3 separate regions of the Zea mays genome follow, and regions 1 and 2 are each linked to region 3. Evidence: chromatin contacts called from public Hi-C data. All regions are on one chromosome and are shown on one strand. Each heading gives the region's core, a stretch centred on a gene start, on an enhancer-like site or on the middle of the called end of the contact. The rest is flanking DNA. Distances are from core to core; before and after follow the strand shown.

What was found. A called contact is a pair of places that touch in the nucleus more often than the background predicts.
Region 1: a contact with region 3 is called in a Hi-C map of ear, with 2.7 times the contacts expected there. The contact joins the enhancer-like site here to the promoter of LOC103626352 in region 3. A contact is called at or near these places in 2 of 25 Hi-C or Micro-C datasets (ear and tassel).
Region 2: a Hi-C map of root tip shows a contact between it and region 3, with 4 times the contacts expected there. The contact joins the promoter of LOC100383057 here to the promoter of LOC103626352 in region 3. A contact is called at or near these places in 10 of 25 Hi-C or Micro-C datasets (bundle sheath, ear, leaf and 2 more).

What each region holds. Positions count from the first base shown.
Region 1 is chr5:52,804,118-52,807,870 of Zm-B73-REFERENCE-NAM-5.0, forward strand. It overlaps LOC103626349. Among protein-coding and RNA genes, the nearest start is that of LOC103628200, 12 kb to the left of the region's middle. Within about 2 kb of position 2,259, at least 6 of the 20 cell types and tissues checked have an H3K27ac peak or open chromatin away from gene starts, as enhancers often do. A contact at or near this core is called in ear, where this site is marked.
Region 2 is chr5:52,900,278-52,903,815 of Zm-B73-REFERENCE-NAM-5.0, forward strand. It overlaps LOC100383057 (O-fucosyltransferase family protein), which reads left to right and starts at 2,242. Exons shown (of 11, transcript NM_001175733.1): 1 at 2,242-2,491; 2 at 2,747-2,797; 3 at 2,903-2,993.
Region 3 is chr5:53,057,279-53,061,109 of Zm-B73-REFERENCE-NAM-5.0, forward strand. It overlaps LOC103626352 (cytochrome P450 716A1), which reads right to left and starts at 1,449. Exons shown (of 2, transcript XM_008646758.4): 1 at 319-1,449; 2 at 1-229. The coding sequence starts at 1,276.

The sequences.
Region 1 (3,753 bases), core at 1,009-3,508, 250 kb before region 3:
AGGACAAATTCTTATGCGGACCTCACCGAAATGGAGTTTTCTCAGTCCAGTCAATGTACCGCCTTTTAATGAATACTCCCACTTTAACCCATAATATGTTGCTTTGGAAACTAAAACTCCCTCTCAAAATTAAAATTTTCTTGTGGTACTTAGGGAGAGGAGTTATTCTCACTAAAGTAAATTTAGCTAAAGGTGAGTGGACAGGGAGTATGAAATGCTGCTTTTGTAATCAGAATGAGACTATTCAACATATTTTTTTGATTGTTACCTTATCAGGAATATTTGGAGTATTATTTACTTTGCTTTCAACATAGAGAGACCCATCAATATTAATCATATAATTAAGAATTCGGCTACTAACAAGGGAATAGCTCATCAGAAAAAACTTTTAATTGGAGTGGCGGCAATGTTTTGGTCTATTTGGTTGTGCCGCAATGATGTGGCCTTTAATTTTAAACCAATACCATCAATTTTGCAGGTTCTTTTCAGGGGGACGTATTGGCTCTGACTCTGGAGATTATTGCAGAAACAAGATGCTCACCAAGAGATTCTTGTGGTATGTCAATCCTTAGAGATGGTGGCAATGGAAATCCTTGCAAAACATGGTTGGAGTTCTAATGCCAGATTAAAGGACGCTTGATTCGAGAACAAGTTCTTGTCAAGAATGTTATTTTTTTAATGATGCATGTTTTATTAATTTTCAATCTGCAATGCCGTATGTAGGAAACTACAAAAGGCTGGAACATTTTTTGTTTCCATTATAAAAAAAAGTGTCCTACACACAAGATTAATTTTAGGCAAAAGTCACATATTTAAATTGAGCCAAACTTGTATCAAATTTATATTGTTGATTTTATTTTTTTATTACGCTAGCTTTCTATTATGAATTTTTTATTTGATATATATTTGGTCAAATCCAATTAAATACAAAAAAATAGTTCTCTAATTTTCATAGTTTTTACCCATGTACATGTTGTTTTCGATTGTCACGCGCCAATGGATAAACAATGAACCTTTTCACAAAGAATGAGAATAAGATTCCAACAATACCACTCAGTCTACTACTAGCTTTCATGTTTGTCATATTTGTTGGTCATAGTTCTTTAATAAACTGACTCAATGACTGCCACCGTTTATGAGCATGTATTAGGCTCTGTTTGTTTTAGATTATAATCTCTTCAGATTATATAATCCAGCGCAAATAATCCAGTAGGTAAACAAACACCTAAATTATAGGTTCAGATTATGATAATCTCATAATCACCTCAAAAGTAGCTTATTTAAGATTATTTTGGTAAAAGACCCACTATCCATGGTTATGTAAATAGAAATTACAATATATGCCATCCTTTTTTCTCAGCTCAAATAAACAAATAAGGGCATTGTTGTCTTGGTGAATAATCTACATTTGTATAACCTAAACTACCAAACAACTATATTTAGATTATAATCTTAATTATATAATTTAAATTATAATCCAGATTATATAATCTATAAGATGAAACAAGCAGTCACTTAGTCTGTCTTTGGTCATAGTCTCTTTGGTTTATGAGCACGTACTAGTCTGCCACCGTTTCATGTTTGTGGATTCGGAACCCGGAAAAAAAATCAGAATGCTCGCAAGCCATAGGGGCGTGCTAGGATATAATTTGGTTGTCCATCTCAAGTTTGCTTACGTATCTGAGTCCAGATCTTCAGGCGGCGGCGTTGCTGTGAAGGCAAGGGGTACTGACTCCATGTCGCCGTCACCGTCGGCCACCGCCGCGTCGAAGTCGGAGGTTCGGACTGTCGGAGGAGGTGGCGAACCGCTGCAGGTCGTAGACCGTCGTGTACGAACGAGGGCGGTGAAGTTGGAGCCGGCCGGTGGTAAAGGCAGAGATGTCGCCGACGCGGTGCAGGCGTGGTGGACATGAATAAGAGGACGCAGACAGCGGCGACCATGGCTGCCCGCCTCCGCCAGGTTGCTCTGCTCCAGGCTCCAGCGCCACAGCGCCAGCAGGTTGCGCAGGAGATGCGACGTCTCGCCGTCGATCTTCAGGCGGGGGGATCTCCATCGGCTCGTCGCCGAGCGCCACCGGCCGAACCGACGCGACGCTGCTTGCCTTGCCCGGGAGGGGAGACGAGAATTCGGACAAAGATCAGAAAAATGGCAAGCCCCCTCCTCGTTTTAATTTGGTTGCGCATCTCAGGTTGCTTGCACGGGACGCTTCACCCAGCGTACACAGCCACCTGGCACCTGGTGCGGACAGGACCCTCCATCCTCATCCACTTTCATCAGGTACCTATAAATATAGAGCCACCTCGTCGACACAGCAGTACAGCACCCTCCATCATCCACCGGCTACAGACGCCCTCCAGCATCCACCGTCTACAGACGCGCTGCAAGATCAGTACTCTGATCGAACCACCACGGGATGGCGTGCTCTATAGCAGCGACGGCGGCGTCCACATCCAATCTATGCCACCCCACGCCACAGCTTTCTCCATGGGCACGACCGTACCATCCTGGCCGCGTCGTCCTGGTGCAATGGTCGCCGCCACCTCGCGGCTGGTGCAAGCTCAACTTCGACGGATCCGTCTACCACGATGGTTCGGCGCGAGCCAGCATCGGCGGCGCCATCCGCGACAGCGCCGGCCGTGTCGTGCTCGCGTTCGCCGAGCCGACGGAGCACTCTACGGTGGGCATAGTGGAGGCGCGCGCGATGATCCGCGGCCTCCGCCTGGCGCTTGGGCTTAACCTGCAGCGGCTGGTGGTCGAGGGCGACGACCTCGTGCTGGTACAGCTGCTCCGCGGCGAGGACACGCAGACGCGGATCCCCGTGGCGTTGCAGGAGGAGATCCATGGACTGCTTCGCCGTTTCCAAGAATGCGACGTGAGGCACGTGTACCGAGAGGGGAACCAGGTGGCGCATACCCTCTGCCGCCAGGCCTACCACTGCCCCGGCGTGTGGTCAGGGATCGTGTCGTCCGTCGTGTTTGACAAGGCGGAGGAAGACCGGCGCGGCGTGTTGCATGAGCGCGCGGTGGTCCGATAGATGAAAGGAAGTTGCAGAGTTTCACGTACGGCGGCGTTCTGCAGAATGGAGCATATGGGAGCACGGGGAGAGTGAACTCCTGTCCATGGTGTCACGATCGATCAGCGCCAAGAACCGTGAGCACGCAAGCTTGGTAGATGGAAGGCAACGCCAAGGCCGGCCATGCATGCAAGAAGAACATGCGGACAAACCGACAAAGCATCAGCAACGACGAGAGTTGAAGCGCAAAAAAATCTTCTAAAGGCTACTTTGGATACTTTCTCATCTCATATGCGGTTTCATGTTTATCGACCATCATGACTAGTTGACTACCATTCTGGTGGATTGCCATTAAAAGAGTAGTTCCATTTTTTATGTATATTTCGTATCATTCAAATTACCATTTTTAATATAGAAGGTTGTTCATGATTCCTGAAAATCCGTCCAGTTCTAACAAGCATGCTATATATAATGCGTTTGTGTTCAGAACTTCCAGACGGTACGGTAAGGAAATGAGGGATTATATGTCAATACCCGTTGCAAAACAACAACTTTCTAATTCAAGAAAATCTCAATTACACATTCTGTTGAGCAGAAAAAACAGCAACTTTCCAACAACCCACAATAATCAAATACGCATCGGACATTGTGATGCTGCCTTAGAGCCCGTTTGTAGCAGTAAACGCAAACCCACAATTCAGTTGCCTAATAACGAACTTCCCTAACATAGTCCATGAAT
Region 2 (3,538 bases), core at 992-3,491, 160 kb before region 3:
AGACATGTCTCTTGATGTTCTCCATATAGCCACATGACATCATGTCATGTCTTCATATGCAATGAGCTCCTTCATCACACTAGATGAACATATCAATATCACCAAGCCACATCACCACCATGGACCAGATAGCTCACACTAGTGTACTGCGGACTAATCACATGTGTATCTCAATATAAAACTTATTAGTCCATCTAAGTTGTTAATCATTTACCAAAATCAAACAAGGTCTCACAGCTGCTCGTGCCCGGCGAGAGCGGGCGGTATCGCCTCGCTCTCGCGCGCGCTCTCGCACACGTCCGGGAGAGAGGCGGACGAGAGACAGGCGAGAGATAGACAAGGCGATGAGTGCACGGGTGAGAGGGATAGGCGAGAGCGAGGTGGTAGCTTCCTATTGGTCCACGTGGCGCCACGTGTGCTAGCCGTTGCAACTGGCCGTTTTTGACCGTTTGGAGTCCAAAAGATTCAAAAACAAATTGCAAAAAATCACAAATTTATCCCAATCCCTCTATAAATACCCTACCTGGGTGGAGCTCATTTGACACACCATTTCATCTCATTTCTCTCTTGAAACTCGCCTTTTCTACTCATCTCCACGTAATATCTTCCTCGAGCACGAACTCAAGTGAAGGAGCCGAAGGTGCAATGTGTAATGCATTGTAAGCAGCAATGGATGAGTCTATGCTCAACCTCAATGAAGAGTCATCGACGTTACATCAATCGTGATCGTGAGTCTGCCCATGATCGGCTTCATCAAGACTACTTCACCGATGACTGTGTGTATCCTTCGAATTACTTTTGGCGCAGGTATCACATGAGGCGACAATTGTTTTAGTACTATGCATAGATTAGGTAAATACTCTCTGTATTTCACCCAAAGAGAAGATGATCTGGGTCGACTTGGTCTCTCTCTCCTACAAAAGTGCATCGCAGCTCTGCACTTGTTAGCCTATGGATTCGTTGTATATTCGATAGATGAGTACTTAAAGCTAGCTAGATCGACTACATTAGAGTGTCTAGAGAAGTTTTGTGAGGGTATCATTCATTGTTATGGGGAGGAGTTCTGTCGTCAACCAAATGTCGCTGATACTCAGCGTCTACAAGCAAAAGCAGAAGACTGTGGCTTTCCAGGCATGCTAGGGAGTATTGATTGCATGCAATGGCAATGGAGGAATTGTCCGGTCGCCTATGTCGGTCAATTCACAAGGACAGATATCAAACATCCCACTATCATCTTAGAAGTCGTTGCATCGTATGATCGATGGATCTTGCATGCATTTTTGGGCGGTCGGGTCCAACAATGACATTAACGTACTCAATTAGTCGCCATTATTCAAGGATGTCCTTCAAGGTCAAGCACCCATAGTGAACTTCATTGTTAATGGACACAAATACAATATGGGATACTATCTTACCGATGGCATATACCCTTCCTGGCCAGTGTTCATCAAGGGTATTCCTCTTCCATAAAGTGAGAAACATCAGTTATTCACAAATGCTCAAGCAACATGCCGCAAAGATGTCGAGTGCGCTTTTGGGGTGTTGAAATCTCGGTTCAACATTATAGCAGTTCCTGGACGTTCATACTCTCAACATACTCTTGGTTTGATCATGTGTGCATGTGTCATTTTGCACAAGATGATCATCGATGACGAGCGTGATACCGATTTGGATGAGACATATGAGACAGTTGATTCTACCGTCGGCCCATTAGTCTACTACAATGCAACCGCGAGCCTAGCATCCAGGATTTAAATGGACAACGAGATGACGAACACATCGATGTAGACACAACTCCTAAATGATTTGGTTGAGCATGTATGATGACATAATAATCATTAGATTTATATAATTTTCTATTAATTATTATATATTTTAATTGTCATGTACTTTCTTTGAATTATTGTGTACTTTGTATTTTAATTTTTATAAAAATGTTGTGTGATTTTTGAGTGCTAAAATAAATGTATGTGAATTACTTAATGTTGAAATAGAAAAATTGATGTAGCTATAGACTGAGGTTACTGTGCACTGGAGTAGGGCGCGAGAATGAAGTGAGGGCTGACTTGACTGACCGAGAGATGGTGAACTAGAAACACGCTAAGGTCTACAAGACTACAACAGGGCTGTGTGGGCCTGACTGGGTAGTTTGTTCCCCGTTGTTTTTTCGAACCCGACCCAACTCTGTCCTCACTTCTCTCGGGAGCCGGGACTCGGGAGATTACTTCGCCGCCGTCGCCTCGCCTCCGCAACCGCGACACGACACACACCAGCGCCGCCACCGCGGAAGGAGCAAGGTTGAAGAAGAAGCGGCACCCGCCACAGATACGCCGCGCGGCGGCGCCATGGCCGAGCTGCGGCACGCCACGGCGGCGACCCGCGCCACCAGTTCCCCATCCAAGCGCGACGCCGAGGCCGCGTCCGCGTCCTCGCCCTTGGTCGCGTCCCCCCGCGTCGACGGCGGCAAGGACGGCCTCCGCCCCCAGCCAAGGTGGTCACTCCCGCCCCCCCTTCCGCTCCCTCCTCGCGCTCGAGGACCCCAGGTCCCCCACGGCTTCCGCCTCCTACCGGATTCTCGTCGCCGCAATCGCCTGCTTCGCGCTCACTGCGCTCTTCTTCGCGCCTTTCGTCTGGACACGCCTCGTCAGTTCTTGGCTCCCTGATCGCTTCCTCTCGTATCATATTCGTTACGTTTCATCGAGATATCAGACTCGCTGCTTACGCTCGTGCTGCTGCTGGACCCTAGAACGCGCCGTACCTGTGCCGCAAGGAGGGGATTCGGCTCCACTGCCCCAGGGTAAAGAGGCCTTCACTTGAGCAACGCATTCAGGGGAACCTGATTGTGCATGCAATGTGATTGGAGCCTGAATGTGATTTTGTTTGGCTTGGTGTTATGATGTAGGTGAGGCAGCGGGACTCTCTGTGGGAGAATCCTCATGCTGCAGCAACTTGGTGGAAGCCGTGTGCTGAGCGTCAGAGTCATGAAGTCTCAGGCAAGTACAAAATCAGAGTGTTCTGGCTAAAAGTTTGATGCTAATTGGGTGGCTGCTTTAGTTGCATCCTAGTTTGCTGTATTTATGACCCTGATTTGTTATTAGTGACTTGGATGTGAGCCATGACAGTTTTTCATTTGATGACGTGCCACTCTTAGTCTGGAATTACACTGGTTGGAGAAAATAATCATGGATGTGCAATCTGTATAACCGCAGAGTAAATTTTAAATAGGACAATTATGCCAAGAAAAAAGTTATGATGTTGTCACGCCCAGCATCTGTATAAAAGTTAATCTATCTGAATCAAATCGGAGTCTAAATAGGCTCAGCCAATTTGTTAGCACATCTTAAGCTTGAAGAGATAACTTAAGCACCTGCCAATTTTTTTACCAAAGCACCATGTCTAGGATCTCAATTGTGCATGGCTATATGCCCTCTTAGGAAAGAATTTTAACTTTGTAAGCCATGACTTTTCAAATCACGTTAGTTCCTCATTATTATTTTTGTTTACCAAGCAGCAACTTAGCACAAGACATTCACTTGAA
Region 3 (3,831 bases), core at 199-2,698:
ATGGCCGGGTCCCAGTGCGTCATGTTGGCCGCGTGGATCACCTGCCAGCCCTTGGGTATGAGGTAGCCTCCGTACTCGACGTCGTCCACCGTCTTCCTCGTCATGGTGAACACCGGAGGCACCATCCGCAGCGTCTCCATCGCCGCCAACCAGGTGTACCGCATCCTGCCGAGGTCCTCCCACGACAGAGCCTCCCCGGCCACCTTGCTCCGCGCAATCTCTTCTTGCTCTGATCGAATTCATTCCATCGTTCATGGATTAGAACAACCCATCAGCGTCAGCGTGTATGCTGGAGCTAGCTATGACGAAGCTAATTACCCTGGACAACTCTGTCGTAAGCTTCCTTGTCGGCGTCGAGCTGCCGGATGAGGAAGGTGAGGAGGGCGGCGGTGGTGTCGTGTGCGGCGACCATGAGAAACATGACGTTGTCGATGATCTCCTCGTCGGGCAGGCCCTCCGTGAGCATAAGGGTGACAACGTCGCTGGCCAGCGAGCTCTCCCCACGCTCCAGCTTGGCCCTCCTCTCCTGGATGACCCCGGCGACGGCGCGGCGCCCACGCTGGCTCGCGGCGAGGCACCGGCTGTATGCGGTGAAGGGCAGGTTGACCGGGACCGCCCAGATGCCCCTCACCAGCTCCTGGAACTCAGTCCAAAGATCCCGGCGGACGGCACCCGTCCCGAGGCCGAAGATGGCGGTGCACATGACGTCGAAGGTGAGTGACTTCATGGACGGCATCACGGCCACGGTGCCACGGCCGCGCCACTCCGCGTCGAGGTGGCGCCGGACCTCGCCGTCCATGCTGGCGACGTGCCTCTTGACGGCGTCCACTCTGAGGAACTGCATCATCATGGCCCTGACGCGGCGGTGCTCGTCGCCGACCACATCCCTGATCGTCCGGCGGCCGACCATCCGAGCGAAGGACTCGGGGGTCTTGGCGGTCACCGCGGCGCTGGCGAAGATGAACTTGTTGGCAGAGGTGCCAACGAGGAAGGCCGTCGGGCAGCCGAAGAGGCGCAACCGCGACACAGGCCCGTACATGGCTAACCACCGCCGGAGCCAGTCGTCGGCGGTGTTGGCGCGGAGGGCGCGGACCAGGCTGAGCGTCTGCCCGATGAAAGGCAGACCGAATGAGCCGGGAGGCAGGGGTGCCTTCGGATTCGTCTTGCCGCCGGCACTGGCATAGAGGAGGCGGAGCAGTACTGGGAGCGATGCTACAACCGCGAAGATGACGGCAACTGCAACTGCAACCGCCGATGTCGCCGGAGCAGCATCCATTGCTTCCGACCAACCCAAGAGCTTTCACTTTGCAGTAGCACTTCCTTGTTAGGTTCCTACTCCACATGAAAATATTACTGGAGTAGCGTACAATTCTTTTGAGGTGATGTAATGCCTTTTGGTTGAAAGGTGGATGCCATTGGAGTAGGGACAAGATGATTAGTCATTAGTCAGCATATGATGACAACATAATCATAAAAAAGAATACATGACGATGAAACAGCGCAGCGTTCCTTTTACTAGGTTGTTGCCTGTTGAAACCTAAACACAGATAAATACTTCTCGGTATTAAGGGACTAATTTTTAGTCTTTTTATTTTATTCTATTTATTCTCTAAATTGTTAAATATAAAAACTGAAATAGAGTGTTAGTTCTATGTTTAATAATTTAGAAACTAAAATAGAATAAATTAGAACTAAAAATTAGTCTCTAGAAATCAAATACACTCTAAAAATTATGTTGACGACTAATTAGATCATACATGAGCTAAAGTTAGTTCGTCAAGTCATTATGGATTAGATTAGATCATACATGAGCTAGAGTTAGATCGTCAAGTTATTACGGATGGGAGAACACGGCTAAATACACATTTAGTCCTTGTTCGGTTGTTACTACGCCACATGGATTGGATGTGATTTGAGAAAAAAAATATTTTAACTTGCTATGGATTTAAACTCATCCATTCTCCTCCAATCCACATGGATTGAGATAAAAACGAACAGACCTTACAAAACGTAGAACAAATATATTTATGAGGAAATCATCAAACCATAATCAATCACGCTTATGTGACCAAGAACTATGTTTTCGAGCAAACTAGTAAACATGGAAGAACCTATCAGGGCAAGGATATCATTGGGTTGTCCTAGGTCAGTCAACATGCCTAAAGCGTCATCGTTTATAGTATGTTCATCGAACACTGAACAACAATGTAGAGCTCAGCTCGTTAGAAGGGCAAAAGAGAGGCAGTAGATTTTTTTGTTCAATTGGGGACATTAGATACCTTAATTGGTCATGATCCTTGCAATATAGAGAGATGGTTATCTTATTCCAGTAGTAAACTACTCCAAAAATATGTTTTCCAATTTCCCATGTCAAAAATTGATTTTAAAATAAATCGGTTTGGAATTTAGGCAAACCCGCCCTGGCAAGCTTTCACGGGCCTCGATGTTGTGGCTAGGCCCACAACATGTTACCAAGCCAGACCCACTTTACTGCAACATGGCCAACCTTTTGTAACACCTAAAAATCCTAAATTTGAGATTAATAAAAGAAATCAAAGTAAAGTATTTCTAATGAATAATTATACTTTAGAATTCAACCTTTCTAAAATAAATAATAATGTTAAAAAAATAAAATAGAAACAGAAAATTCAGTTAGTGAGTTTCAAGAAATAGCCAAATAGGTAATAGAAAGAGTTTTGGTTTATTAGAATAGATTATCCTCTTTGAGGACTATACAAAATATTCTTTATGTATTAAAGTAAATCTTGATAGAGATTATATAATATATTTCCCTAAAACTAAAACAAATAGGTAAATATTGAATCATTGAATGAAACCTTAGTTGACTACAAATTTAAAATAATGATTTATTAATAGTGTATGTGTTGTGTATTTTTGAGCATTTGTTTAAATAAATAATTAATATATATAATAAAACTTTCATTTGCATGCTGGAGTTTTTATGATTGTGCATATTTCAATTTGAGCCTCAAACTCTGATTTGAATTTGAAATTTGCAAATTAAAATAGAAAGCGGAAAATAAAAAAAAGGAAAAGAAAGCCTACCCGCGCTTGGGCCGAGTTCTCCCTTCTCGGTCCATTTTCCCTACCGCACAGACGGTCTAGCTTCGTGGGAGCACGTCTAGCCGCCTGTGGCTGACGCGGGGGCCTCATGTGTTAGCCGGATACCCCTCCTCACGTGTTAAGTCGTTGCGCCTGGGGTCGACCTGTCAGAAGAGCCCCGCCGCTCGCGTGTGGTACCGCCTCAGCAAGACCGTCCCTATCCTCTCGCGCTAGCTCTCCTCCACGGAGCTGTTACGAACCAAAAATCCGGTCGAGTTTCTCGACGGGGTCCGTTATCCTCTCCACGCTGCCTATATTATATATATACCGACCCCCCGACGCCCTGGTGACTACTCGATCCATCAAGCCGGTGGGCGCATGACCAACTCAGAAGGCGCCAGCCACCATTACCACCGAGACCCCGCCGCCGGCAAACCGATGTTGCGTCGTCGCTGCACCTTTGGTGATGGGTCGTGTAGCTTCGTTGATTGGGTTTCCATAGAGATGCTCGTAACTTCTCTAGGCTCGGTTGGTGGTCGAAATGGTCTGGATTCCTCGCTGGCGTGGAACTCCACCACGGATCTGCACTCCACCGCTCAACGTTGCGTGATCGCCGGTAAGGCATGTCCCATTAAGTGCTGTTTGGTTTGGTCTTTTTGTCCCGGCCAGTATCAGCTTACAACGCGAATATATTGCGTTGCTTTGTGTTTGGTTGGTCCACTCCGTGATGAATCACTGCAGAATGAGTTCCCATATGTTTCGCTTCTG